Linked DNA regions of Zea mays: region 2 is linked to region 1. Evidence: chromatin contacts called from public Hi-C data. All regions are on one chromosome and are shown on one strand. Each heading gives the region's core, a stretch centred on a gene start, on an enhancer-like site or on the middle of the called end of the contact. The rest is flanking DNA. Distances are from core to core; before and after follow the strand shown.

Evidence for each region. Hi-C and Micro-C count contacts between places; a contact is called where the count stands out from the background.
Region 2: a contact with region 1 is called in a Hi-C map of ear, with 4 times the contacts expected there. The contact joins the promoter of LOC100283502 here to the promoter of LOC100273084 in region 1. A contact is called at or near these places in 2 of 25 Hi-C or Micro-C datasets (ear and tassel).

The regions. Positions count from the first base shown.
Region 1 is chr6:47,746,703-47,754,415 of Zm-B73-REFERENCE-NAM-5.0, forward strand. LOC100273084 (lysine ketoglutarate reductase trans-splicing 1) reads right to left here and starts at 4,261. Exons shown (of 15, transcript NM_001147533.1): 1 at 4,087-4,261; 2 at 3,471-3,613; 3 at 3,266-3,374; 4 at 3,041-3,184; 5 at 2,748-2,852; 6 at 2,305-2,388; 7 at 2,048-2,163; 8 at 1,849-1,950; 9 at 1,653-1,766; 10 at 1,514-1,570; 11 at 1,344-1,410; 12 at 1,208-1,261; 13 at 1,056-1,130; 14 at 909-944; 1 more. The coding sequence starts at 3,499. The coding sequence ends at 658.
Region 2 is chr6:48,304,938-48,312,650 of Zm-B73-REFERENCE-NAM-5.0, forward strand. It overlaps LOC100283502 (nodulin-like protein), which reads left to right and starts at 3,989. Exons shown (of 5, transcript NM_001375357.1): 1 at 3,989-4,291; 2 at 4,453-4,515; 3 at 4,656-4,772; 4 at 4,863-5,283; 5 at 5,407-5,945. The coding sequence starts at 4,113. The coding sequence ends at 5,760.

The DNA of each region.
Region 1 (7,713 bases), core at 3,011-5,510:
TCCATTGCTATCTCTAGTCATGTCTCGGGTTAAATGTTTCCGGACATGGCATGACAAGTTTTGGTCCGCATACACGCGAACCAATGAAATTTTGAAGGAAAAAAAAAGGAGCTCTGCCAATGATACAAACACTTCATTTTTCAGTAAATTTTGGTCCGCATTCACGCGAACAAATGGAATTTTGAAGAAAAAAAAGCTCTGCCAATGATACAAACGCTTCATTTTTCAGTAATATGCTGTCCGCTGCAAATTTAATGGCAGCAAAATTCATTCCAGCGCAGCAGTCAAGGTTACAGCACCGACCTGGTCTGAACATCACGAGGCAACATGGATCGCCCAGCATTAGCAAACAAAGTGGGTTTCGGATCAAGCTACAAAAGCGCTGCAGAACAATCGCAATGCTCGGTAACGGTATATATGTTTTTTATAATAGATAGATCATCATCATCATCATCAGGTAATCATCCTCGTGTACATGTTTTCTCATCACAGTTTCGCCTCGCATTTACTTACAGAAGGACCTCTCCATCAAAAGCAGCTACACCCACCATCTCTAACTCCCTATAATCAAGTAGTGCTATAGTATAGTATCATCAGCTCACCCGCCACCACAAAGGTCAGGGTGGCGGGGATGGAAAACCAAGAAGAGAGGCGCGGCTAGACACGCGTGGAGTTTGGAGGGGTGATGCCCATCATCTTGTAATACGCCTTCTCCGCCTCCGCCATCCTGGTCTGGAACATGCCCCATTCCTTCCTGCACCGCGCCCTCACCTAAACCACAGATTAACAAGATGCCATAAGCTCCCATGGACAACAAGATGACAATCTGCTCAGAAACATAAGCACCATCCTTCCTCAAAAGTCAAAACAAGAGCGCTCTACGTCAAGTTTTCAGGCAATCAACGTACCCCTTCCCATGGCGCCCTTCCGTTTTCTGACTGCCCCTGCAAGGTTTTGGTATTCGAATTGTGATGGTAGGAAAATGGTAGAAAAAATCATAGTTCACATAGTCAAATTAAAGAAAGCAAGGAAGAAAACATAATGTTTCTCCTTACCTGGTTCCCCAGAGAAGGAACCACTTGGTGAACGATCCACTGCGAATCGACAACTCCAATCTTTTCATGAGCAGGCTGGCGAGCAACGTCAAAAGCATTCAGAAACAACAGTTCGCTAGAATGGTATAAGACTCTCTCAAAACAATGCATACCTCCACACATTTCCTGAGCGCAAAATCCAAGCCCCAACCATGAACCAAGTCGTTCTGCGTCCAAAGCAATGCCGAACAATTATGTAAAGGACCGAAGATAGACAGACACAAGGAGAAGTATGACAGACAGACGAACCTGAATCATATGCCACACACATCTCCATGCATCTCTTGAGAAGACTGGAGCCATTATTTCAACAAAACTGTAATAGAGCATACATAAGTTGCCTCTGTATGTATGGGAGACTGATGGTAGTATTATGGGAACTGGTAAGTGTTCTGGGAGGAGGAAAAAAAAACACATACGCAGCACACGGTGGAAGATGAGGGTCAGAGCACCAGCCAGGCCTCTCCTCTGTGTCCCTGTAACAAAAATGATGCAAAATTATAATAGAGCTCAGTGGAAAAATAAAAGTACTCTTTTTCAGACAAGAATTACACTCACTTGTGAACCTCACTGTCACCTCTTCTTTTGGTCATCTGCCATGTTAACCCCCGATCAGGCTCTAATCCAGGTTGAGAGATGTCCAAGTTATGCTTCTTAACAAGTTTGATGTACCTGTAACCCCAACATCATCATAATACGTAAGAGATTCAATGTTGAGTAGTACTGAAAGGAAGTGGGGAGAATGAAAGCATACTCCTCTGCATTAAAATGTTCAACCCCAAGGTCCTCATCCCAAATGAATATGTACTCATAAGCTGCCACAATATCAGGATGCAGGAATCTCTTGGCATACCACCTAGAGTTGTGTGCACAAACAAAAAAATTAGCACTAGATCATTTCAAATTAAGCAATTGAACTGCGAACAGTACACTAGAGCACAAATGAAACTCACCATTTAGTTTGTTTCCTGACACTAATATGGATAGCTCGCTGGGACCACTCAAATTCATCCCACTCACTCACCCGGCCATCATAGTGGAATAACAGAATAGCAAAATTGTCAGAAAACTGCAGCACCAACAACAAAACAATCAGGAAGCTGAGTTAAACAAAATGCCATAAATGGATCTGAAAATTTTCATTATCATGAAAACTGGGGGAAGGCATTATTTTCATTTTTGAGCTCGTTGACGCTGTTGTCAAAAGTACCTTCTTCACAGCTCTGTTTATATTTGCTTTCTGCTCAACTCCAACAGTAAAGGTAACAAGGTACTTTGGTTTGAAAGGCAGGTCCTGTATATTCAAGATCAAATATCAGCATAGAACATTGCAAGCAACAAAATGCAGAAACAGTGCAAAACTTTGATTTTCCAGTTTCGATTATCTGTGAATCCAATCAAGAAATAGAGAGCTTCAGATCAGTATATGCTTGTAGCACATGTCAAAAGAAGCACAAGACACAAAATCCAGAAATGTGAAGAAGACAAAGAAAGAACAAACGTGAGAAGGAGCATATGCTTAAAGCATGTGTCAAGAGAACTATAAAAAATCTAAAATTAGGTTTCCACTGTAGTTCTCAACATGTCCAGCTATAAATATATCAAACGCACTCGGAGAAGATTGGTGAGGTGATGGTGCATGAGAAAATATACCTCACTTGGGTCTCCCCATAACCTGCGCAAATGGAAGTCAGACTCTGATACAACGATACCTGGTGCTAGCCCCTCTGCACCCTTGGGGTTCGTTGGGACATAAATCTACAGATCATCAAAGAAAAAACTCATCAGACAAACTAAAATATATCAGGAAATAGCAAACACTCTATTCGCTATTTATAAGCATCTGATATTCAAGGAGAATATCACGTTAAATGGATACCGTTCAAATAGCCATAGTACTCCACAACTAAGTCAAGTCATGTGACAGAGTAATACAACTAACTAACCTTTAAGGTACTGTTTGAAGTCGGTTCGGTACCATTTCCCCTTGCGTTTCTGGCAGAAGTCCAAGCATGATTGAGTATAGCTTGGGTCGTGAGTCCAGCGTCTTTGTCTTCAATGTACGAAATAAAGCTATCTGGAAAGTGAAGCTGGCGTATTCGAAACAGACATAAGTAACTGCTCAATTAGTTGAGGTATTGCTGTTACGTGGAGGTTACTATCATTAATACCTTTGTTATGCTGACCGAAGGGAATGAAATCCCAATGAAAAAGCCAAGGACTGCTCCAATAACCGTTACCATAACAAGCCTCATGCTTCCGTTTGGGAATCTAAGCATACTATGAACGTCAACAAGAGCAGAAGATATTAGCATGCAACGCTAGCCGTCCAGAAGCCAACAGCTCGAGTGGAGACAAGCATGTAGGTTTACAAACCTGCGAGCAATAGATGCGAGCTTCGCCATGCTCTAGTACAAGGATGCAGCTAGAGGAGCAATACAGCTGCGAGCGACAAATGCTAAGCATCATATGTGGAGATCATAATGGCGGCGGCTTTGTTATGCAGACAGGAAGGAAGCCTGGAGAAAACACAGACATTGACAATCCATCGTCAGAAGGCCTCCAATCGAAATATGGTTTTCATCTCCTTTTGAATTTGCATAGCATTACAAAGCTACTAACAAGCAACCACAATGGTTGGGCTGCGTCCAAAAGTATGAGCAATGCCCCCAAGTATGCGGTTTCTACTCGCTTTGCTGCTAAGAAGTGGGGCGCACAAACAGTGCAGCACCACAAGATTCTGTGCGTGTAGGACGAACTTGTGCAGGCCAAGTATACGGAATTACTAACAAGTTTTTTGTTGTTGTTACTTTCTCGTACGAGGAGTAAAAAAAGAAATAAAGTAATACTCGGAAAGAAGAGATCTTGTTTGGACTTCTCGGCCGGCGGCAGCATTATTGTAGTACAAGTGGGGTATCTAGTACGGCGAATCGGACGAAATCGAAACCGAGGGCGGAAGGAAAGAGGCGCGGGTTTTGGCAGGAAAGCGAACCTGGCGTCCGTCCGCGCCGGCCGGCGGACGGAGCTGAATAATACCGCAGCGCCGGTGCTGGTATGTTCCGGTTGCGACGGAGGGGGAGCGGGCCGAGCGATGAGCCACCAGCCGTGCCCCCTGCCCGTGGGTACGGCGGCGGCGTGGGAAGAGGAGGGGGCGAGGAGCGGAGCGCGTGGGCAGGCAGGCGGGGGCAGGGGAGGCAGGCGCGCGCGTTTATATGCGTGAGGCGGAGGGTGGGGGAGGGCGGAAGTCGTGCGCTGCGCCTGCGCGGCGCGGCAATGTCAGTTGGAAACTTGGAAGGGATGGGTGGATGGCTGGCTGGATCGATCGATCGATCGATCAATCAAGCCGGAGGAGAGGAGAGGAGCTAGGCCAGGCCAGGAAGGCAGGAAGCCAAACCAAGGGAAAGTTGGAGACGACAGGGAGAAAGGAGAGGGACGCCACCCAACGAACCAACCGCAGCAACTTGCGCCCTCGACGGGGCCGTCCTCCCGCCGTCGGATCCTGGACCACGCGTATTCTTCCTGACCTACCTATTGGTACTACATGGGCCTAGACAGCTCGGTCGGTCGTCCATCCCTGGACTTTGGGATGTCCATGTGTTTGTGTTGTTTGTTGCCAACGTTCCAAACGTTTTTTCAGTTTATTTAGCTCCTTTCTCGTTGACAGTTCCTTCTCAAAAACCAAAATTAGGCTAAGTTGAGATCAAAAAGTATAAGTTTATCTTGGCAGCAAATCGATTCGGCGTCAACATGACTATTTATGCACCCTTTTGTTTTCTTCTGACCGATGCTTGAAAAAACATAATGCTCCGTTTAGACGTTAATATTGGAAGGTACGAATTGATTTTGGTATCAAATTAGACATGATATTGAAATGAGATGTAATCCCAATTCTATTGTTTGGATGTCAATATATTAGATTCTAGTATAGATGAGCATGCAGCCCGAGGCCCGGTTGTCCGGCACGAGGTCTATTTTTTTGGCCCAGCCCAAACATGGCACGACCCGGCTGGGTTTGTACCCTGGCCAATAAATCAGGTCGTGCCTAGGCTACCGGCAGTGCCCACCAGGCAGCACGGTCGGCCCGCCAGAAAACGGCACGCACGGGGCCGGCCCGGTGTCGGGGTGCGAGGGGTAAGGCCCGACCGCCCACACGACATCCGCCCTCCCTCCTCATCTCATCCAAGTGTCCCACTCCCACACAACATCTCCTCTCCCCACTCGAATTGCTTGTCCCGTCGTCTGCGGTCCGCCCGCCGCACGGTCACCGCCTCGCCGTCACCACTACCAGATCTCCGTCACCGGCGACATCGGTGGGTCTCCTACTCTCCTTCCGTGCGGCTCGCCCCACTCCGGCTTTCCCTTGGTCCCTCCCCAATCTAGAAATCCCTAACCCTAATCTTGTCGTCGTTGGTTGTCGGCTCGTCGCGTGTCGTCGTGCCCTAGACCCTCGTCTCTGACTCCGGGCTCCGGCTTGGTAGGTACATTCCTCTCTGACTCTCCCTCCCCAATCGGTAATCCCTAACCCTAACCCTAATCTCCTCTTCGCTGCTTGGTTGTGGGCTTTGGTAGGTTGCGGGCTGACTACATCGTGGTCGTGCTGGTGCCGACAAGGCCGTTGAGGTACGGTACCAAGAAGGGCGCATGGATGACGACGACGACCGGTACCGTAGAACTATCAATGACGAGCTTGTTGAGTTAGGACAACTTCCCGATGACGTCGACGACATGGGAGATGCTATTGTTGCCTTTATTCGGTGTTAGTAGCAGTCATACTGCCATCGACCTAGAGGGGACACCTGCCAAGCCAGTTAGTGATGCTGCTGGCTCTAATGTATTTGATTCTTTGACTTCTTCAAGCACTGGTAAGCGTCGATTTGCTGTTTGGGATGACTTCACTAAAGTCACAGAAAATTGTAATGGTAAGAAGGTGCGCATTGCTGATATTTGCAAATTTTGCAAGGCTCAGTTGAGTGCTAATTCTAATGTTGGCACTTGACACTTGCTTAGGCACCAGAAATCATGTAAAAAGAAGGTTGATCATGCTGCTATGGTTCAAACTAGACTAGCTTTGAACCCTGATGGGTCTTTTAGAAAATGGGAATATGATCCTCAGGTTGCTAGAACTGAGCTTCTTCGTAGTTTGATTACTAGACTTGATCTTCCTTTAGGGATAGCTGACACAGATGCTTGGGATGATTACATTCAGCGTGCTCACAACCCTAGATATGTTAGAGTATATAGGTTTACAACTGTTAGAGACTTGGTTAAGCTATACAATGAAAAATTAAAGAACTTAAAATATGCCATCTTTCCTGTTGTCTTCTGTTTGCTTGACTTCTAATATATGGTCTGGTAATGCCAAGGAAGATTACATTACTGTTTTTACTCATTTTGTTAATGCTGATTGGGAAATAAAGAAGTCTTTGATAGACTTTAAATTGATCCAAGTGTCTCATAATGGTGTTAACATTGTTGAACGCATTACTTGTGTGATTCAAGACTTTGGCATGACTGATAAAGTGTTCTCTGTTACCTTAGATAATGCTTCTTCTAATTCAACTGCCATGCTTACAATGTCACCTATGCTTGCTGGTTATTTGGGTGTTGATGTTGATCCAACAGATCCTAGTAACAAAACTTATAGTGTGCTTCATCAGCGTTGTGCATGTCACATTATTAACTTGATTGTGAAATGTGACTTGAAAAGGCCTAAGGATTATTTAGATGTGTTTATGACCGTTATTAATTTCTTAAACTCTTCTAACTAGAGAATTGGTTCAATTTTAGTAATTACTGCAAAGCAAAAGGTTGTATACCTAGAAATTTTGGTTTAGACATGAATGTTAGATGGAACTCAACATATCTTATGCTAAAGCATCTTTTGCCATATAAGTTTGTGTTTTCTGTGTTCATTAATACACACTATGGCTATGCTCTACTGAATGAACAACATTGGTATGTAGCTGAAAAGGTTTTGGAGTTCCTTGAGCTGTTTTATGACAACTGTTGTCTTGTCTGGTGTTTATTACCCCACCAGTTCTTTGGTAATCCATCACATACTTGAATTTGCTAGCCATCTGCATGAACATGAACATGATACTAATCTAAGTGTTGTTGTTGTTCCAACGAAAACTAAATTCATGAAGTACTGGAAGTCTATACCAATGTTATATTCCTCTGCATTTGTTCTAGACCCCAATGCTAAAATGAGGGGTTTGTATAATGTTCTTGAACTGCTTTCTTAGTCTAACAATTATAATTATCGTACTTATTTTGCTGATGTTAAGACTGAGTTGTATAAGCTATATGCCAACTATGAACCTAAGTTTGGTCCTGCTAGGCCATCCAAAACCACATATCAATCAGATATGATAGGTAAGAGAAAACATGCATGGGGTAAAGTTTTTGGAGGAACATGTGCTTCTAGATCCTTAACTGCATCAGGTTCTTCAGGTAGTAGTGGACCTGGTGCAGGTCTTTGTGAGCTAATTGTTTACCTTGACCGTGACAATGTGGCTGCCTATGAGGATGATTTTGATATTTCAAATTGGTGGCATGAGCATAAACTAACCTATCCAATTCTTTCAATTATGGATAGAGATATTATGTCTGTTCCTGC
Region 2 (7,713 bases), core at 2,739-5,238, 560 kb after region 1:
ATCATAGAGAAACTTCGTTGGAGCTACAAACTTATTACATATATCCAAGCAGGGTGTTTTCATGCAATATTATTAGCTATCATTATCGGAATTTGGCTCTTTGTCGAGTGTTAAATGATTTGCCGAGTGTTTTTTCGGACACTCGGCAAAAAAGCTCTTTATCGAGTGCCAAACAAAAAATCTTCGATAAAAAACACTAAGTCAAAGAGCTTTTTTTACCGAGTGTTTTATTTTGGACACTAGACAAGGAGCTTCTTGCCTAGTGTTTTTTTAACACTAGGCAAAGATAATTTAAAAATCACATTTTAAAGCAGTAAATTAATTCAAATGAAAAAGTTTTCAACTACAAATTTGTATAACTCATCAAGATGTACAATTATATTTTGATCATTTTCTTCATACGACAAAATAAAAGTAATCTGTTCATAAAATCTATATCTCTCGTAGTTTATGAAAACTACCAGAGAGATGTACAAGAAGACAAAGAAGGCAAGTCCGGTAGTGTATATAGCTATCAATTAAAATAAACCATCATAACAAAAGAAAATAAATGAAAAAAAGACAGGGAATCCAATTGACAAGTCATGTCATTTAGTGAGCAGGGTGTCGTTTACATGCAATATAACTAGCAACCTATCAATTAAAACCATCATAACAAAAAAAAAGAAAAAATAGGGAATCCAATTGACAAGTCATGTCATTAGTGAGCAGGGTGTTTACATGCAATATCTGTCAATTAAAACCATCATAACAAAGAAATAAATGAAAAAAAGACAGGGAATCCAATTGACGAGTCATGTGTCATGTCATTTGCGAAGATATGCATGCATGGACCAAATAAAGATGTCTATGGCCGGAGAGATGATAAAAGAAAGAACTGATAGACGGCCGAAGCGATGGATCGAATATAAATGTCTGAATGCGTGCCTAGTAGCAATGATCTGAAAAGATAGAATGCATCAGTTCATGTTGGTGCGCTCTGTCGCCTAGCCCCTGACGATGCTAGCCTATATACATTATTATATTGTTGCCTAAGATAGATCGTGCTTTTCTCATGGAACTAATTCTCAAGCATATAATAATGTACATTTTCATACTAACAAAAGGTCACAGGCAGAGGATGCTTCTTCCTCCAACAAACAAAGGCCTAGAGAAACTCTTTATTATTGCATTGTCTTGTCATGATTTACACATGCACATATATAAATAAATTAAATGTAAAGATCTCCTACGTGGGGGCACAGAAACAAGATATCATGGACCATCCTCCTCACATAAGAAAAGGGATGTCATGAATCAGCTAGAGAAAAAGAATATCTTCTCGTCAGCAAGCAGGGGGGCCCTTGTAGGATGATTCGTTTGCCGCTTCTATATTATAAATATGAATATATGATTCATTGTGGCGCATCGTATGCAGACGGTGCACTAATGTCGTCATTCACATGACCACTGTGGTGGGGCACTAACAAATAATATAGAGCTGGCCTGGACTTATGCTGGCCCATTGAATAGCTTTTTTGTTGGTTCAAAATCTGTGTTATTAGTTAAAACTATAGGGATGACAGTAACACCCATGGATGTGGGCGGTGCCCATGGGTTTTACACCTATTGGGTGTAGGTTTAGGTGTCAAATTTCAACCATGGGTCTACACCCGATCGATCGATTGGCAAAATGATGGGTTAGGGCTAGGTGTGAATTTACACCGATGAGTGTCCAATGAACTTTAGAAGACTAACTTTGAGTCCTTATTTACCTATAATTTTGATCCAACCTAATAAAACTCTAGGTCATCTACTCATCTTCACTTCTTTAACAGGTCAATTGATATTGCATTATATATTATATGCTTCTAAATAATTATATGTGGTGTGATTTTAAAGAATTATATGTGTTTCTCTTGCTTTTTGTAGTGCTTTTGTTTAATTATTTACAATTGTTGTCACCCAACGAGTGTCCAACACCCAGCGAGTACCCAACGGGTGTGGGTGTAAAAAACCATCTATTAGGTATTATGAGTGCGGGTGTGGCTTAACCAACATAGAAAAGACATAATATATGTATAGGATGTAATCATCGGGTGCATGACCACTTTCAGATGATTTTCATGAAACTATGAGCATGGCAAGTACATGCTACCCTTGAGCTAGCTCGTAAAGGAGCCACACAAAGTAAGGAGGTTCCATCGATGGTACATGGAAGCGGCAAAAGCGGACCTACACTCCTTCATTGTAAAAGTTTTGGTGGACTCATTCAAGATGGACAATGATTGCCAAATCCTTGTAGATTTCCATGACATGCATAGGATGCTGCACGTAAGGACCTCGACCTTGTTCAAGTCACTTTGCCATGTAAGTTAATTATGAGTATCACTCAATTGTATCATTATAGGTACTTTAGGAAACAAGGTATGTCCAAAATGAGGTGGTATATCATGAGTTTATCCCAAATTTGGTAGAATGGTCACATTTCTCATGTTAGTACTAATTAACTAACTATGAGGAATAAGGTGGTGATGGATCAATCATTCTATTCCACAAACCAAACAAAAAAAGAAGTAAGAAGACGATGGACTACCTTATTTCTCAAACCAAACACCTTAATATATAGCTACTTGAATCACCCTTTTATACTTTAAGATTTAGAACTTGTATTGTTTAAATGTTGCGACTCGGGCACCATGGGCACTAGACTACATTTCTAATCTATCCTCAGTGTGGACATGTCATTATATTGAAATCTTTGGATACTCCAAAAGAAATCCAAAAGAAAGGTACGATAACTTCCATACAGCTCTTACAAGATGCACCTCGAGGATCTTGATCTCTTGATTTAAGACTAAAAAGAAGTACGACATCACAATAACTATCAGACACGTCTTCTCCGATATGTATGAAAAGTCGTATGTGGTATTATAATATATATATGCTCTCTATATATTTTAATTGATTGTGTATTATATATCATGCAGTGCCCCAAACAATCATCAGGGATAATATCATATAGGTACTACACTTGTGAGGACAAATTTAGCATTAGCTAAAAACAGCTAAAGGCTTATTCGTTTCACCCTTAACTCATATGGATTGTGTGGTATTGAGTCGGTTTAAATCCATAGCAAGTCAAAATCCAGTTCAATCTGTTTCAATACACTCAATTCATATGAAATTGGAATAATCGAACTAGACCTAAAGAGTGCACAAGACTAGTGGAAAATGGAACGAGCCAACCGTTGCAGACAAATATATATGGATCAAATAGCGGACTATAAAATATTACAAACCAAATACGCATATGACATGTGCAACTTCTTCGTGTTAACATAAATTAAGGAGATTTTTGGGCTCGGTTATAGGAGGAACACTCAAAGACCATCTAGCTAGTTCATCGCCAGCTATTACTTACTATATCAAAGTCAAGGTTGATGGGATTCTTAATTTGCCTTTCATTTATGGTATTGGCTATGTTAATTAAACTCGGTGTGTAAACTTTACAATAATAATTTTGGGCCCATGTCTTTTTTCTGCAAACTTCAAAAAAAATCCGTGTCAGAGAGACAGACAGATGGTAGATCTAGGAAGAAAGTAGAGTGGCTTATCGAAAAAGGTAAAGAAAGTGTAACAATAATGGGCAAGCAAAGCGCATTACCATACTCATCCCTCTTTGCACTAACAAATCCACGAGCTAGCTAATAACCGGATTATTCACATGTTTCTTAAGTGCAGCAGATATACCCAAAGTGCTAAGGCAAACGACCACATCAACTCTTTCCGAAGACACGAGGAGCTTGGATGGAGAGAGCTAGGAAGATGACTCTTGCCCAAACACACCAGAAAAAATTGTGATTCAGAGGAGGCCAACATGAAAAAAAAAGCTACACACACATACACACACACACTAGTCTAGCTAACTTTGGAACATCCAACCAGAGGAGGAGATCATGCAGCATCTTCATCTTTATATAAGGCTGCCCCCCTCCTCTCCTTTGCTATTCAGTGTAGCCAGCAGGTAGCTGCATCAGCTAGCTAGCTAGATAGACACTTAGACAGGCATAAAACCATCTCGGGCACTCGTTCCCTGCACAAGTGTAGGAGAGAGCTGAGGCCTGCTGGCCATGGACACCACCAGCAAGAAAGCCTACGGGGTTGCCGTCGTCATACAGCTCATCTACACCGGCATGTACGTCGTCTCCAAGGCGGCATTCGACCATGGCATGAGCACCTACGTGTTCATCTTCTACCGCCAGGCGGCCGCCACTGCGCTGTTGCTCCCCATAGCCATTGTGCTTGAAAGGTATAACAGCTCAACAGCCGACTCAACTTGACTAAGGATAAGCAGCAGCAGTCTACTCTGCATAATTAAAACTGCAAATTGCTTTTTTCCCCATGTGATGAATATATAATAGCTTGGTGAAATTGCTGATATCGATATATCTGTGATTGATTCGATCGCAGGAAGAATGCACCACCCATGTCATTCAGGCTGTTTTTGAAGCTGTTCTTCTATGCATTGCTTGGGTATGTAACTGACATTACATCCATCCAATCAGTGGTATCAGCAGCTTCCTGTTACTGAATACAACTACTGATGGTTAACACCATATTGTATACATATATGACATGTATGTATGTGGTGTCTCCTTTTGAACTTTTTGTAGCAACACATTGAGCATGAATCTGTACAACATAAGCCTCAAGTACACCTCTGCAACAGTGGCATCGGCAACGAGCAACTCTGTCCCTGTGGTCACCTTCTTCCTGGCAGTCCTGTTAAGGTATATACATAAAGCAGAAAAAGGAACTCATCATTAGCTAGCACACCTATGTCACTATTATGTTCATTCACATATATATTATGCATGCAGGCTGGAAGTGGTTCGGCTGAGAAGCCCGTCAGGCATGGCGAAGGCGGCGGGCGTGGCGCTGTGCCTGGCCGGGGTCCTGACCATCGCGCTGTACACTGGGCCGTCGATGAGCCCGGTGAACCACCACCGCGCCTTCGCGGCGCACCAGCAGCACCCCCATCCCCATGCCGATGGCGGCGGCGGCGGCAAGGGGACGTGGATCAAGGGCACGTTCCTGATGCTGCTGTCCAACACGACGTGGTCCCTCTGGATCGTGCTGCAGGCGTCGCTGCTCAAGGAGTACCCCAACAAGCTGCTGTCCACGCTGGTGCAGTGCGCGCTCAGCACCGCCCAGTCCTTCCTCCTCGCCGTCGCCGTCGAGCGGGACCCCGCCGCCTGGAAGCTGCAGCTCGACGTCGGCCTCCTCGCCGTCGCCTACTCCGTGAGTAGCTAGCTAAGCACTAGCAGCAGCAGTCGTATTAGACAGATGAATCGAAAGCAACGTACGACGATGAATTAATGTACTAACAATATATGCGTGCGTGCATATATGTGTGGTATGCAGGGTCTGGTGGTGACGGGCGTGTCGTTCTACCTGCAGGCGTGGTGCATCGAGAAGCGCGGGCCCGTGTTCCTGGCCATGTCCAACCCGCTGGGCCTGCTGCTCACCATCTTCTGCTCCTCCTTCTTCCTCGGCGAGATCGTGCGCCTGGGCAGCCTCCTCGGCAGCGGCCTCCTCGTCGGAGGGCTCTACAGCGTCCTCTGGGGCAAGAGCAAGGACCACCTCCACCAGGAGCATCAAGACGACGAAGAGAAGCAGCAGCAGCAGCCGAGCGCAGCAGGCGGAGACAACCAGAAGCAGCTCAAGGAGCAGTTCGCAATGGAGCCATCATCGCCACTGCGCCATCAGTCCGGATGATGAGGAATGGTCTACGCGTGTATGTGTGTGAGTAGGTTCTACGTACGTGCCTATGTCTTAATGTCTATGTGGTGGGTCTGGGCGTATCCAACTCCGATGCACATGGATGGTCTCTTGTTCGCCCGATGACGATCGTCCTCTCCTCTCTTCTGGACATGCATATTGCTTTTCTAATTGGGCCAAAATTGTAGCAGCTAGCTAGCCCACTGGCCGAGCACATAGCCCATCTGGGACGTATCGATGCCGCGTCGCTTGTATGTGCCGGTACATTATCACAATAGTCAAAAATTAATATAAAACAAATCTACGTGGTAAAAAATCACTATAACATTAATATTATATTAAGGTTGATATAAACATTTAATATTATTATAAATACACCGACTCAACAGCACAATCACAAAACAATAATATGTGATACATTATTTAAGTTTGTAAGTTGTTAGTTAGTTGGACTTGTAATACACGGATTTAATTGATAATAACCACATGGTTATAAAAGAAATTTGTTGTATTGTGCCATAGAAACTATTTTGCTGCGTATTGTATATCATAATTAGGTTGATAATACCATACTAAAAGAAAACGTGTTTGGTATAGGGAATTATCAAAAATGAGTTAGGAGTACATAATAAGTTAGGAGAGTGCATCAGGCTAGCAGGGCACACGTTGAAATCAATCTCGAAGCTCATGACTCATAGTCATATCGCTCAGCGGCCACTCTACCCAAAATGATCCAGACTCGTATCGCTCAACTCCAGTGCCAACAATATCGGAACATGGGACAGTCAGGTAAGGAACCAAACTACCGCTAGTTATTCGCCAACAAATTCCTGTATTTGTTATCAGAACCACCTGATCTAAGTAATTGACAGTGGTAAAAAAAGGATTAAGTGAAACGACAACGGCATGCAGAGAACTATTCAAAATCTATGCCCCAACTATAAAACGAAACAATGTGAATGCCAACCGTTTAATTTCACATCGAAAGCTCAATTACATCAACCGGCAGCGAGTTCCAAGAGTTGTACACATAAGATGACAACAGATCAGTTATTCAAATAGATAAGAACAACAGTTAAAGACCGGTGAGGCGACCACAGGATCAGAATGGGAGCCAATCAAATTTTGTTGTCAAACGCTGAAAATGAACACTTTATTTCAATTAAGATGAAGTAAGCACTCAAACCAAAAACACATTAGCGAACCAGTAATCTCATGATTATAAATTGTTTCTAAGACTTACACGAGACCAGCAAAACAAACAGATTGCAAATCGGACACCGAAAACTCCTAATCGGTCTAAAACCGTGTCACGAATAAGTGCTGATTTCAACAGCACGAAGTTCTGTTCTCGGATGCAAAACCGAACCAAACGAACTCCGATTGAGATGAAATCTTACACACACTTGGACAAATATGTTTCCAAGATCTTCATAAATTTTAAGCTCAATCGGAATTGTGAATCACCCGTAGATCTGAAAATACGAACATAATTGGGGTTTTTGTTGGGTTTTCTAGAACGAATTCAAAACGAGATTAGCTAAGATCACAACCACAAACTTTACCAACATGGCGTAAGTAGTGATCCTAGGAGTATATCTCATCTACCAACAAATCCCCAAACCAAATCCTCTCAAGAGATTAAGGGTTTTCCACAAAAACACAAGATAGGTCAAAAGAAGAACAAGATACCAAAACAACTCTAAATTTCAGCAAGGATGCAAAACTGAGATGGACAAGTGATCAAACATTGTGGGCTGTACTAGCGACCCTTTCTCTGATTAAACTTCCACATCAAAAACACAGTCGACGATTACAAAATCGTTGCGGATCCCTCGGCTCAACTGGTGTCTACCTAGAGAGAAAACTAGAAGCACTAAATAAATATGAAGACTCAACAAAATGTCAACCAAGAGATGACTGTAACAACAACACTCCCCTCTATTTATA